Regions from separate parts of the Gossypium hirsutum genome. Here region 2 is linked to region 1. A link is a contact called in public Hi-C data. All regions are on one chromosome and are shown on one strand. The core of a region is the stretch at or near the end of the contact, and the rest is flanking DNA. Distances in the headings are between cores, read along the strand shown.

Region 1 (7,319 bases), core at 3,511-6,010:
GCGAGGGTTTCACTCCAAGGACGTCTTGTAAATGCCGAGGAAGCCAGCTCGGCTCGAACTGTAGGAGGCGGTTTGGGCTGCAAGGAGGCCGTGGCTTGGGAGCTATTTAGTCCTATTGAGAGGTTCTTGATCGTGGCGGTGATCGGCGTCGCAACTGCCGAGTCTAAGAAGAATTGGTTGATAAGCCACCTAAGAAAATCGGTCGAGTTGAGGGTATGTTTTTCTATTTTCCTGTTTAAATTTAATTAGGTTTCTAATTTATTGATCTCTGGAGTTTTTGTTGTTCAATTAATTCAATTGTTGTTAATCTAATGAAGTTTTGATTCAACTATATATGATTAAGAAAATATCTATGTTGTTAAATTGCTTAATGATTACCCATATACATATCTCTATTATCAGTTACAAATATAATTGCTCAACTTAATTGACTTATAACAGTCTTTTTTCCCCTTTTGGTTAGTGAACACTTGAAATTCAAATTCAGATGTATTGGATTTGATTATTTTGCTATTATTGTGTACAAAAAAAACCCATTTCCATGTTGAATTTTTGGAAATTCAAGCGTCTTTTTGAGTCATTTCTGTGCGGAATTGGCAAAAATCAATCTGATTTAGTTTTATATAAATGGATTTTTAGGATGAGGTGCTTTCAAGCATGCAGCAGAAGGTAGACAATCTATGCGAACAGCTGAATAACGGCGACGAGAAGCCCAGAACTGGGGCTAAAATAGAAGTAGGAACTCCATTGAATGAAACTTTTGGCTCTGGGAGTATGAAGGTTGATGACTGTGGTTGTTGGATTTGCTATCAACATCGCGACCAATTTAAAGTAAGAACAGGATTTATGGAAGTCATGAGTAAAATTATCTTTTTCGGGTCACTTACTTTGTTGATGTGTCAGGGTAACTATATGGTGAAAAACTCTAGTGGGAGTGTGACGCCATTACCAAATGAGACTGAACAAGAGGAGCGCCGCATGTCTGATTTGTCAGACTGGGCTTCAAGTGTCACGTCTGCATCTGAAATCCAGGTGATGATGGATTTTTATGTCTTTTGGAGTGCCGGAACCCGTTTTATGTTCATTGACATTGGCTTCCGAGTTTTCTTTAGTTTTTTGATGTGCATGGTTTTTTGCAGTTGAATAATCTTGCAATAGAGCAGGATATTTTCAATCTTAAGAGGGAATGTGAAGAGAAGGATGCTATCATAAAGGAACTAAACACTTCTGTCCAATCAACCAATATGGCTAGTTCGAAGGTAATGTTTCGTTTTTGTTCACCTTTTTCGCTTGCTATACTTTGTCCTTCGGTTATTTGAGTTCGAGTGTTAACATTTTCTGATAACAGAGGATATCGGAGTTGGAGGACATTATACGCAGAAAGAGCACGACAATCACTAGATTGAAGAAGGACATGGTGGTTCTAGAACAAAAGGTAAGTCGTTCTTAGCACAGCTTTAGCTTTAAATTTAGGAAATAAATGCAAGAAACAACTAATCTAAACCTTGCATGATATCCAGGAACCTACTTTATCCATTTGTTTCTTTTACCTATGGCAATTCTTTTTTTTCTATCAAGTTCTATAGAAATCAACTATAATATCTAATTGGGTTAAATCACTTTTTGGGGCTTAAACTTGGCATTTATTCTCAAATTGGGGCCTGAATTTTTTTAATCCAAATTAGGCCCTGAACTTGACAATTGTTCTCACATTGAGGTCTGAACTTTTTTTTTTTTGTCAAAGTTAGGCATTGAACTTCGCAATTGTTCCCGCATTGAGGTCTGAACTTCTTTTTGTCCAAGTTAAGCCTTGAACTTGGCAATTGTTCCGACATTGAGGTCTGAACTTTTTTTTGGTCTAAGTTAGTCATTGATATTTTCTTGAAAACCCTAAAATTCAAGTTCTAATGTAAGAACAGTTGTCAAGTGTATGCCCTGATATGGGAACAATTGCCAAGTTCAGGGATTAACTCAGACAAAAAAGTTCAAGCACCAAATAGTGATTTAACCCTATCTAATTCTCCATTTTGGTGTATAATATGGAAACTAAGAATATTAATCAGCCTTTCCATGCACAGGAATGAAAAAAAAAGAGCCAAATGTGAATGTTATTGTTCAAAAACAATAAAAAAAAGTATGGACTATCATGATGGATGATTTGCAACAATTTCTTGTTTATGGATAGTTTCTCTTGATGATTTTCTTGTATGATTGATGTGTTAGAGGCTTAGATGCAATAAAATTTCAGACTCGATATGATTAATATGGTGTCGATCGTTGCCATATCCTTTATTTCAATCATACATATATTTACATACAGGTTGTCCACTTGACAAGGCTTCAGAGACCTTCCTCTTCCACCTCAAGTCCGAACTATTGGCAAACTCCAGTCATGACAGATAACCTCCTTTATGACATGGATAGTACTACTAGTCCTTCCTCATCTGATTCGGATTGCTTACCAAAGATCCAACCACAAGCTCCGGTTCCCAAAGTTGAGGAAGTTTGTTTCAAGAACAATGACATTGCTTTAGACAAAGAACAAAAATCAGCACCTGCAAAAGTTACAAGCTCTTTTACGGGACAGACCGCATACCGTTCGATGCCTGAACCGGCTACTCCATTAAGAGAAATATCAATGAATCAAAGATCTAAACCACCATCTTCAAGGCAAAGGCAAGTATCAGCTAGTCAAGATTCAAAGCGAATTAAGAAGCAAACTCGAAGTGTATCGAAAGATTCTACCTCGAAGAAGAGATGGGCTTAGTAAGTACTCAGAAACTAGATGGTTTAGTACTTAGAAACTTTATCCTGTTCTAACACTTTGTTGTACCTTTTTTTTTTAGGTTGCTCCATTCAGTGCATCTACAGATGATATATGCTGGAATATGATTTTTGCAGTTCAAAGATGAATCCAAAGATTAAATGTGCAGGAGATATATTATTCAGGCTAGTACATATCTATATGTTCAAAAAAGTTATGCTGTTTTATGTTTTAATTTTGTTATTTGGTACAGCTAGTATAAGTCTTTGTGAATTTCTAAAGGTTAATAATGTGAATTCAATACATTTTATGAGTATATTTAATGGATGGTTATTCTCATAGAAAATGAAGTTATGTATATGATCTAGTTAGAGTTTAAGTGCCTAAAATTTTTATAGAGGATAATGGATTCTTTAGTTTTCTAATTTTACAAAAAAAAGTTGTTATAATCTTTTATTTAGTTTTAATTTTTAAATTTGCGTTGTTTGTCATATATCATGATGTAGTATTCATGTGGTACTTTAAACCGTTAATGTAACAAGTGCAACATTAAACACAAAGTTCGTGCTAGGTAAATATAATCTTTTTAACCATATTGAATAAATAAAAATTGATCTTGAATCAATCATATTAGGAAACAAATGAATTTTGGTTATCCTAATATTAAAAAATATAATTATTTGGGTTTGGGTCCAATCTGCTACTTTTATAAGCATCAAGACTTCTAAAATAGTCATTTAAGGGCTTAATATTTATAAAAAATGTTCAAATAAAGACTTTTCATGCACTTTAGTCAAATTTGTAGTAAAAATTAAGTGAATGTTAACATATTTAAAATAAAACACATAATAGTTGAATTAGATATTACTTGAAAAGAAAAGAAAATAATAAAAACATAATTTAAAACATGATATATGAACTTTAAAAAGTCCTTATTTGAGCATTTGCGAAAAGGTTTGTCTTTTATTTGACAATTTTGAAAGGTTTGGCCTTTATTTGAATACTTTTGTAAACGTTAGGCCATTATATGACAATTTTAAAAGGTTTAACTCTTATGTGAATAACTCTTAAAAGGCTATGTCTAAATCTGATTGTGGGTCGGGTCGTGCCAAATTTTAAGCTCGTTTTCTAGGCTTGTTTCAAAAAATGGGTCTAAAATTTTGCCTAAGTCTAACCAGATAACAAATACTAAACGAGCTCACTCTGCCTACTCGTATTAAATTTTTTTATATAAAAATAAATTTAAAAAATACAATACATCAATTACACTCAAAACATTAAAATGAATGTTTTCCAGCAAATTAAAAGAGTTATACAATATTTAAACAATAATAACAAAACAATAGTAATATAATAGTAAAATGGTAGGAAAACAAGAGCAAAAAATTTTAAGTAGATTCGGATTGGGATAGTCGGCATGAGATAAAAAATCTTATTCGAGGCTCAATCCGTTTAAAAAATGGGATTTATTTTTTGTAAAAACTCATTTTTTAAGTACTTATTTTTACCTAAACTATTTCACTTTTTAAATGGATTTTTAGACTTGACGGGATCCAAGTCTAATAAAAATTTTAAAACGATGTTATATTCGTAATGAGATTAGTAATTTATGAAAATTTAATTATTTCCATACAAAATTAAAATTTATATATCGAATTAAATTGTCAAGTATATTTTTAAAATTTTGTTCCTTTAAAAAATAACTCACAAATTAAGTATACTTTGGATCATTTGAGGAGGAAAGGGTAAATGACAAATTAGTGTCACAACGAAGAGGTAATTACCAACCAGTGTGAGGGTTCAAGATCCGTGACAATTTCAAAAAAGGAAAACTATTGGTCATTCACACAGCACACGGATCGTAAACTCTAAAAGTATCCACAGCCGTTGATGAATCATGTAATACAATCTAACCGTCCAGATTTAATCTTTGAAAAGTTTTCGAAATTCCCGCGTTCTCTCTCAAAATTTCTTTTATATATGCTCTCAAATCCACTCCTCTCTTCATCAGTTTCCCATCGAATTTCTCAGCAACCAAACAAAATCTTCCATTGTCTTCTAGAACTTTCCAAGCACACTAGAGTTAATCAATGGCTCGTACAAAGCAAACAGCCAGGAAATCAACCGGTGGAAAAGCTCCACGTAAGCAACTGGCGACGAAAGCCGCGAGGAAATCAGCTCCAGCCACCGGAGGAGTGAAGAAGCCTCACCGTTTCAGGCCAGGAACAGTGGCGTTGAGAGAAATCAGGAAGTACCAGAAGAGTACCGAGCTTTTGATCCGTAAACTTCCGTTCCAAAGGCTAGTAAGGGAAATCGCTCAAGATTTCAAGACGGATCTGAGATTCCAAAGTAGTGCGGTGGCGGCTTTACAAGAAGCGGCGGAAGCTTATCTGGTTGGCCTGTTTGAGGATACCAATCTCTGTGCTATTCATGCCAAGAGGGTTACTATTATGCCTAAAGATATTCAACTGGCTCGGAGGATTAGAGGAGAGAGAGCTTAAATAATGTATATGGTGATTTGCTTTGAATGATTTATGCTTTTAGGATCTGTGTTGTTATGTTTTCTCTAGATGTAGATCTCTCAGTTTAGTGGTTTGTGTTCAGTGATTGATGAAATGAAAGTTTGGAAAGATCTAATTAGTAGTACTTTGGATTGAATTTAATCTTCGTTGAAATCCGTTTCATTTTGTTATCTGATCTATCTCTCTTTTGTTGTTTGTTTGAATTTTCAAAGTATTTGGATGCTTCCAGTCACCCAATTGAAGTACAGCATATAGTCTCGTCCAATGCTGAAGTACTCTTATTCCCAGGTTTTTTCTTCTTTTTAATTAATCCTTTTGTTTTAAAAATCAATTATGTTTCTGTTTGGTTCAATATAATGATGAATTTTTTGCAGTTCACAATCCACTGGTTTGTTGTTTTAATTTGATTAGATAAATTCAGATTGGTATTTATTATGTGTTTTAGTTTGATTCAATATTTTAGATTTGTTTTCTTTTTACTTGGTTTCGCCTAAAAAAATTAAATTAAAAATGCTAAAATCGACTATTTGTGTAGTTTATATCTACTCTTTTTTAAATTACTTTTCATATATAAATAAATTTTAAAAATATATATCAAATATATTAAAAAATGTTTTCAGCAAATTAAAAATACATAAAAAATAGTTTTTATACTTAAATAAAATTATGATGATTGCAATTTAACATGTAAATGTCTTTAAACAATATTAAAATTAATAATAATAATAAAATAATATTAATATAATAACAAAATAATAGTAAAATAGTTGATTCAGGCCAAGTTTGGGGTTAAAAAATTTTTACTGAAAACTTGTCCGGTTTAGAAAACAAGCTTATATTTTTACAATTTTGTCTAAACTCTTTTATTTTTTGAATGAATTTAAATAAATAATCTAATTAATAATAAAATTTAATTTTGACTGATTCGTGATTTAATCGATTTCATCAACTAGCTCAAGTATCATTGTTGTTAGATGGTTTGCTATCAGATACATGCAAACAAAATGGTTGGTTGCTGTGTCTAGCTACGGCATAAGCAACTAGCACTAGTTGTAATCATGAATTAAAGGATTAAGCGCCGCATTCTTTTGAGTGGGGTTAGTAATGAGCATTCTTTTGAGTTAGCGGTACATTTACTTGTAATAAAAATAACGGTAATAGTGAGATAAGATAATATAGTAATATTATAGTATAAGATAAAAAAAATTAAACGGTAATAGTAAGATAAGATAGTATAATAATATTGTAACAGGAGACAAAAAAGAAGGTATTAGCACTACACTAAAAATAAACATCGATATAAAGGGACATTAAGATTTTGGCAGCCCAAAGTTCAACAATCATTTTAGGCATCTTGTGGTCAAATAAATCTGAGTTTAAACAATTGAATTTGATTGTTTTATTTGTAAATTAGATTTGAGTTTGGGTTAATGACAAGTAAATATTTTCTTGGGTTGGATTAATTTTTTTTATTAAATCGAAGTAAAATGAATTTAGATTTGAGAATTAGTTCTATGAACGTAGTTTTAAATTATTTAATATGTCAACCACAAACATTAATTGCAAATGCAAATGGTTCAAACGACTATCTGAGAAAATTGAGTTAATGGGTGTTATTAAACCAGACAGCTAAAGACAATTCATGTCCATGATTCTTCGACCTGTTCCTCTCAAAATAATAGCCATAAAAACACCATAAATAGAAGCACCGAAAAAAAAAAACCCAACAAGTTTAAACATAAATCTACGAAGTTCATAAAATTAAGGACTAAAAATTACTTTTAACCATAGAATCATCCATCCAATGTTTAAACCAAATGTGACAAACTATATAAAATCCCCTAATCCATACCATATAATCTCCTAAACTATAGTCTAAAATAAAGAAATAAAGCCACCAAACCGTTCCTTTTTACAACTCACGTACCGCCAATAGAAGCAAATCACTGTCACACAAACACCACGATTCAATCCCACAACATGGGTATGTAAACACCCTTCGCCAATAGGCCAAACATTGGGTTCATCAAATG
Region 2 (7,319 bases), core at 1,879-4,378, 130 kb before region 1:
AACATATGAATTATAATTTTCGAGAATGAATATCGATAACCAAAGGAAAGAACTAAACAATTAAGCACAAAGTGCACACTACACAAATAGTAAGCTCCCGAAAAATGTTATTTCGGTGCTTTGGGCAATGATTAAGCAAATCCTACATGCAGTCTTTTTGGAGGGATTCTACGCCATGGTATATTTGGTAACGGTTCGTGTGATTCCATATTAGGTTAGATAGTCTTATCTAGCTACTAACATGCCATAAATAAACTATCATACGGGCAACGAACCCGAACTAATAAACAAATATACTTAACCGTTATATTAAGATGCTTGACTCTAATAAGAATCTTACCAGCAACCCAGCTTGAGCGAGAACTGTGGTAATAGGACGCCTCCATGCACTACGAATGTCACACAAAATGAGGTTTTGGTTCGGGGTGATTCGCACATTTAAATTATACTTCTCTATCACTTCCCTCAGTGTCTTTTTCATTTTTCCTCCAATCCGACCGTTATCTACATGGAGCCCGCAAAATAAAGCACCGTCACCCTGTGAAATGAGAAGTTACCAAGTCGGTTAAACGCACCGTGTCAATGCTAAGGATGTTAAAAATGAAAACAATTCAAGACAATCATAACATCAAATCAAAAACACGAACCTGCTCGTGCCATCCCAAGTAACTCTTAAATTCCCATTCCGGCAACTCGTGGAAAGGCTCGAATTTCTTTCCATAATATTGCTCAACAACATTTCTAAATTTTTCAATCCCCCAAGAACTAATCAAATATTTCATCCTACTATATTTACGATCATCTCTTCTACCATGGTCTCGTTGTGTAGCAACGATGGCTTTAATAGCATATAAAATGTCACCTTTTGGCACGTAACCGAGTGGTTCACCCAAACGCGGGAAAGTAGTCTCTTGTCTATGTGTTCTTCCCATGCCACCGCCAACCTGCAATAACAAGAAACCAATACTTTTAGGTATAAAAAGGTGCAATAAAAATGGTGAAAGATGGGTAAAAGTACCATGTAAGCCCCCGTACTAAGAGTCAGATTACATTTTGCCCCTCAGATTACATTTTGCCCCCCCTTTTTCTAAAAAATGAACAAATTAGTCTCTGTATGTTAGATTAAAGAGCAAATTTCATTCACTTCTACCATTAAAAACTGAGATAGCTGACCGAATAACCAGTCAGTTACATGTGGTACGCCACGTGTAACTCATGCTAACTTATAGGGATCAGCTTTTAACAGTAATACAATGACTAATTTGCTCTTTCTTTAAGTAAAAGGACAAAATGCGATCCGTCTCCTAGTACAAGGACCACTCGATCCTACAGTAATAATCTTACGTATATGTTGAACCCTTGAGGCTCCCCGTTTTCATCGAAGACCACCACTACACCGATATCATTCGTGAGAATATCCACCGAGTTATCAGTTGGCACAGTCACAGCAATCTTAAACTTCCTAGGCAAGAACTGTGTACCATATATCGGCTCCGGAGAATCTGGGAAATTCGTTCCGTGAGAGTTATCATTCCTAGCTTTCACAACTTCCGGAGGTTCCGAAGTCATAAATTTCTCTCCATCCACCCATACATCATAATAAAACCCCGATTGCGGAGTCAACAATGCCGCAATATTCTCTGCAGTTTCTTGCGCAAACTTATATTCTTTCGTCATAAACGGTGCAGCTGGAGCAAGCACATTTCGATTAAGATCCCCACACGCACCGAGAGTCGACCCCATGTTTCTAATAATAGTACTCATAACAGTCTTGAGATCTTTTTTCAAAACACCATGGAGTTGAAACGTTTGCCTCGTCGTTAAACGTAATGTTCCGATACCGAATTGATCGGCGAGATCATCCATAGTTAAGTAAAGCTGGTTCGGGACTTTCCCACCGGGGTTTTTAGTTCGAAGCATGAACGAATACGACCGAGTACCACGTTCATCTCGGTTATATTGTTGATAACTGCCATGGAACTTAATTAATTGTGTTGAAGCTTCGTTTATGTTGGGTGTATCTGTATATATTTCTTCATTGAGAGGGTATCTAATGAAATTACTTTGTTCTTTAAAGATTTCAACTTTGCTTCGTTTTGGTTCTGCTGTACTTGTTTCAGGCTTCAATGGCTGCAATGGGATTCAAGCAAAGACGCAAATTAATATAAATAATTCTCAAATTTAAAATATGAATTAATATTTTATTTCTAAAATATATACCTATTAATAGATAAACAAAAAATTGAAGGGAAAACAGTGTCAATTGATCATTTGACATTAGCAACTTTCTTAAGATTTTCCCACACTCTCTTAGCTTCCAAACAACAATTAACATTCAAAATGATATTATTTCCAAAATATGCACACAAAAAAATGAATTTAAGGGAAAAGTAAAGTGTCAATTGATCATTTGACATTAGCAATTTCTCAGAAAGTAAAAAAGAATGAAATGTATTTTTTTTGTAAGGGACAAGCTGAGAAAAGAGAGTGAAAAGGAAAACAATTTGAAAAAAAAAAAGTTACAAGATTTTCCCACACTTTCTTAGAGTCCGAACAAAAATTAACATTCAAAATGAAACAAATCAATATTAGTTCCAAAATATGCAAAATAATAATAATAATAAAGGGAAAACAGTCTCAAACTGATCATTTGACATTAGCAATTTCTCAGAAAGTAATAAAGAATGAATTTTTTTTTTAGGGACAGGCTGAGATAAGAGAGTGAAAAGCAATACAATTTGCCAAAAAGTTACAAGATTTTCCCACACTTTCTTAGATTCCAAACAACAATTAACATTCAAAAAAAAAACTGACCGTGGAGACAGCTCTAATGAGAGTAGGAGTGCAAAAAGGAAGGGGAAACACACGAAGATTCCTCGTCAAAGCTATGGAATTGGAAGATTTCAACCCCGTGAAGCTCTGAAATCGGATCTTGGGATCGGTCGGCGTGAGAGTACCGGTCGTAGTTCCAAACGACGTCGTCATTGCTTAGAATGAAAAAACTAAAAGGCTTTACTAAAGAAAGGTATAGCAACAATGGTGAAGAGATAAAAGCAGAGAATTTGATGCTTTTCTCTTTATTGATAGAGAAGAAGAAGAAGTGGATTTTATTTGTGTGAAGTGCGATAATTATAAAAATAAGAAGAGGAAGTGTTATTTGTTTTTGCTAAGGTGCGCCAATGGTCACGTGCCTGACACGGGACATTTTTTTTTCCCTGTTGAATATGGACATTGATAACATGCCCACGCGCAATGCATTACTCGCGGCACTTAATTAGAGATGGCAACCTTTAACATAATTAATTAATTAAATTATACTTTTATAAAAATCGTATAAAAAATTATAAAATACATAAAAAAATTATAATTTTTAATATTTTTTATTAATTTTTATTTTTTACTATTTTTTTGTCACATGTCACTTCGTGATTGTGATACGTTGTGACTTTAACTAATATAAATTAGGGACTAACTTTAACGGTCAAAGGGCATTTTTAATGAATTTTGACAGTTTAAGTACTCAACTGAGTGAAAAAAGCAGGGGCTTAATTGATTTTTATTTTATTTTTAAAGGCATTTTTTATGCATTTTGAAAGTTTAAGTACCCAAATGAGTGTAGAAAAACAGTGGCTTAATTAATTTATTTTTTTGAAAAATTTTGAAGACTTTTTTGATACATTTTAAAAATTCAAATACCTAATTAAATACAAAAAAAATGCAAGAGCTTAATTGCTTTTTTTCAAAAAGTTTAAGGGTTTTTTACACCATTAAACTTAAAAATGGCAACCTTTAACATGATTGAAATTCTACTCGATTCGAAATTAAATATTATTATAAATTTTATTATATATTTAAAATTAATATTACATCGAGGCAATATGGGATGAATTTTTTCTAAACTCAACTTGATTTGATTAATTAAAGAATTAAATCCATCTTAACCCAAACCCTATTTCATAAAAAAATAATTAACCTTATCGAATCAAGTTAAGTCGTATCAAATCTGAGATTTTTTTACCATCATTATGTTTAATTAGTAATTTAAAAATAAATTTGAATAAATAACGTAATTCAAAGCGTGACAAATACCTCTTTAAAGAGAAATTATCAAATAAAATTCTCCGTCAAATTAGACCTGTTCATGGGTTAGACTATCAGTCTGAAATTTAGGAGGGTTTAGGCAAAAATATTAAGCTCAAAAAATGAGTCTGGGCAAAAAATTAAGCCCATTTAAAATACGGGTTGAGATTGGGCTTTAACGTTCAAGACCCAAGCCAAACCCAACTTATTTTTTAGTTTATAATACCTAATATTATGTTATTTTTATATATTTTGTAATTTAAAACACATTAAAAAATAAATCTATACTAAATATATAATACTACTCTAATGTAAGCATTAAAATGATGTTAAGTTAACTATATAAAAAAATTCAATAAATAAAAAATTTATAAAATTATTAAATATTAAAATAAAATAAATATTTTTTAAAAAATAATATGGGCAAGTCTAAAATGGGCCTGGGTTAATAATTTGCAAATATAGGCCGATTTGAATAAAATTTTAAGCTCATATTTCAGGTCGAGCCAAGTTTGGACAAATATGAAATATTTAATATCATACTTAGGTCCGGCCCATGAATACTTCTATGTCAAAAACGATCCATTCCAATAATATCACGTGACATGAGTATCTTTTACATGTCAACATATCAGTTTGTTCTCTAATCCAAAATTCTCAACTTTTCAATAATAAAATGTTAAATTTATGTTTATCTTTTTAAAAATTTGTAAAATTCCTAACTTTCATTTTTATTTTATTTTACCAAAATAAAAAATTAGAAAGTGATTAAAATTTTGTATTTACAATTTAGTCCTCAAATTAACATTCCCCAAATTTGGAATATAAGCTTCGACTGTAGAAAACAAAAAATAAAAATAAAAAAATAGCGCGTTACAAATGTCAAAATAAAGCGCGTGAAAAGTTATTGGACAAAGATACGAAAACAAATATGGAGTTTAGTGGTACATTGAACTTGGACGGAATTACGTTTTCACCCACTGTGCAGTAGGTTATGGCGTCCCCATTTTTATTTCTAAAAAACCCCGTTACATAAAGTGATTAAAAATCATTTATTTATTTTAAAAGCATTTTTATTAATTTAAAAAATAAATTTTATTTTTAAAATACTAATTTAATAATTTTTATTATATATCTGGTAATAGTTCCTATTTTGAAAAATAAATATAAAAATCTAAAGAGAAATTTATTAAGTAGATGAAGGTTTAGGGTTTAAAGGGCAATTATTGATTTTTATCAAAACCCTAAAATAATTAAAAATTCAGTAATAATATTATTTTGTTGACTGATGATAGGAAAAAGGAGTCCTTGGCCGTCAACTTAATTAAAGGTCACCACTTTTTTTTTTTTTAATACAAAGGTCACCACTTACATCATACTAACATATTCATCTAATTTGATAATTAAATTAATAATTAAATCAACACTTAATAGTATAAATAATAAAATAGATGTAAAAGAAGCTTTATACCAATCATCCATATTTAATCATGCTACTTTATTTTTTTATTTTAATTACATATAATTTAATTATTTTATTTTTATAAATATTTTAATTTATTTTGTAATTTACTCTTTTTTTTTAAAAAAGTAAAAAAATCAAATTTTGTTGTATTTATTTTTAGGTTAAAATATGAGCTTAGAGGTAGAGGTGTTCATGAGCTGGATTAGGTCAAGTTCGGGTAGGCCTAAATATGATATTAACATATTTTAAATTTGCTCAAACTTGACCTAAATATGGGTTTAAAATTTTGTCAAAATTTACCTATATTTACAAAAGACTAACCCAGACTCATTTTAGGGTCACCTATATTATTATTTTTTTAAATATTTATATTATATTATTTTAATATTTAATAAATTTATATATTTTTTAGTTATTAAAATTTTTATATAATCATCTTAACATTATTTTAATGTTTATATTATTCTATATAGATTTATTTTTTAATGTGTTTTAAATTACATAATATATAAAATTAACATTATATAAAATATTATAGACTTGAAAAAGGGTCATGTTGGGCTACGCTTTAGCTTTAAATGTTTTAAGTCCGAGCTCGACCCATATTTTAAACGGACATAATAATTTTACTCAAACCCTCTCAAATTTCGAAAGAACCTTCGATTTAAAAAGATAATTCGACCCATGAACAAGTCTACTTAAAAGTCTATATACCCTTCTTAGATTCAGAATTCAGTCTCTCTCTACTTCTATCATTCTGTTTTAAACCTCATTAAACTTCTTTATTAAATTCACTAAAAACTGAACTTTGCATTTTTAAAACTAAAAAAATAAATGGGCCTAAATTCCTTAAAAATAAAAAGTATAGGGAGCATATTTCAAATAGTTGAAGAGATAGGGACCTGCAACACATTTTAACTTATATTTTGTAGATGTTATAATAAAAAGGCAAATAGCATGCTCCCAAAAGGCTCATATATTTAACGTTTAAAAAAGTGTCACCATTATAAAAAAACTGCTAATCCAAACTACAAAAACATCAGGTTTTTTTTTTTTTTTTTAAACTTAAAACGACGAAAGCCCTGGGTGCAATCTACTAGTTATCAAATATTTCTCACAAACTCTACTAATTTAACTACTTACTTTTTCAGTTCTATTCAACGGTATATTTACAAAAATGCAGCTTTGGGAAAAATTATAGAAGCACAGACAAGACGAAAACGATGTCCGGGTCTCGTACAATCTCTTCTCCCCTTCCATATAACCGAAGCCAAGAATGATTTGCCGCCTCGCTAATGCATTGCCATGACTGTAACCGTCTCTGGAGTTCAACCCTTCAGCTTTTGAAAGGATTGTCCTCCATTCACCGGATAGAAAGCGGCCTGATTGGAGATGTTACCACCTAGCTTCTGATAATGGCTGCCGCCGTTGACATGGTGGATGCCATGCTGGGTGAGGGAGGAGGTCCAGGTTTCGTTGGAATCAGTTTGTAATGGTTCAGAACCGGAGGAACTTGGAGATTGGGATGATAACGTGGGACCTGAACCTGATCCTTTTTCTTCTCCTGGATTGGTATCTGTTTTCTTTGCAAAACGTCCTCCACTACCTCTCGCCCTACGTAAAGCATGCTGGTGCCTTGATTCGTGAAGATAAGGCTGTAGGCCATAGAAGATGTGGTATTACAAGGATAAAGGTCAGACGACATGCATATATGTAATAGAGTCGAACCATATAAACAATAAAAAGAACCAAGTTTCTCCCTATGTTGAGGTTC

The links. Hi-C and Micro-C count contacts between places; a contact is called where the count stands out from the background.
Region 2: a contact with region 1 is called in a Hi-C map of leaf, with 1.7 times the contacts expected there. The contact joins the promoter of LOC107945202 here to the promoter of LOC121212654 in region 1. A contact is called at or near these places in 6 of 34 Hi-C or Micro-C datasets (hypocotyl, leaf and petal).

The regions. Positions count from the first base shown.
Region 1 is chrA13:109,916,421-109,923,739 of Gossypium_hirsutum_v2.1, reverse strand. LOC121212654 (histone H3.2) reads left to right here and starts at 4,760. Exons shown (of 1, transcript XM_041085856.1): 1 at 4,760-5,410. The coding sequence starts at 4,855. The coding sequence ends at 5,265. It overlaps LOC107945277, which reads left to right. Exons shown (of 7, transcript XM_016879233.2): 1 at 1-213; 2 at 640-831; 3 at 904-1,032; 4 at 1,140-1,259; 5 at 1,349-1,435; 6 at 2,321-2,766; 7 at 2,847-3,103. The coding sequence ends at 2,847.
Region 2 is chrA13:110,043,517-110,050,835 of Gossypium_hirsutum_v2.1, reverse strand. It overlaps LOC107945202 (sulfite reductase [ferredoxin], chloroplastic), which reads right to left and starts at 3,128. Exons shown (of 8, transcript XM_016879087.2): 1 at 2,815-3,128; 2 at 1,345-2,130; 3 at 648-944; 4 at 341-538. The coding sequence starts at 2,985. It overlaps LOC121212660 (nuclear transcription factor Y subunit A-1), which reads right to left. Exons shown (of 6, transcript XM_041085862.1): 6 at 6,504-7,200. The coding sequence ends at 6,874.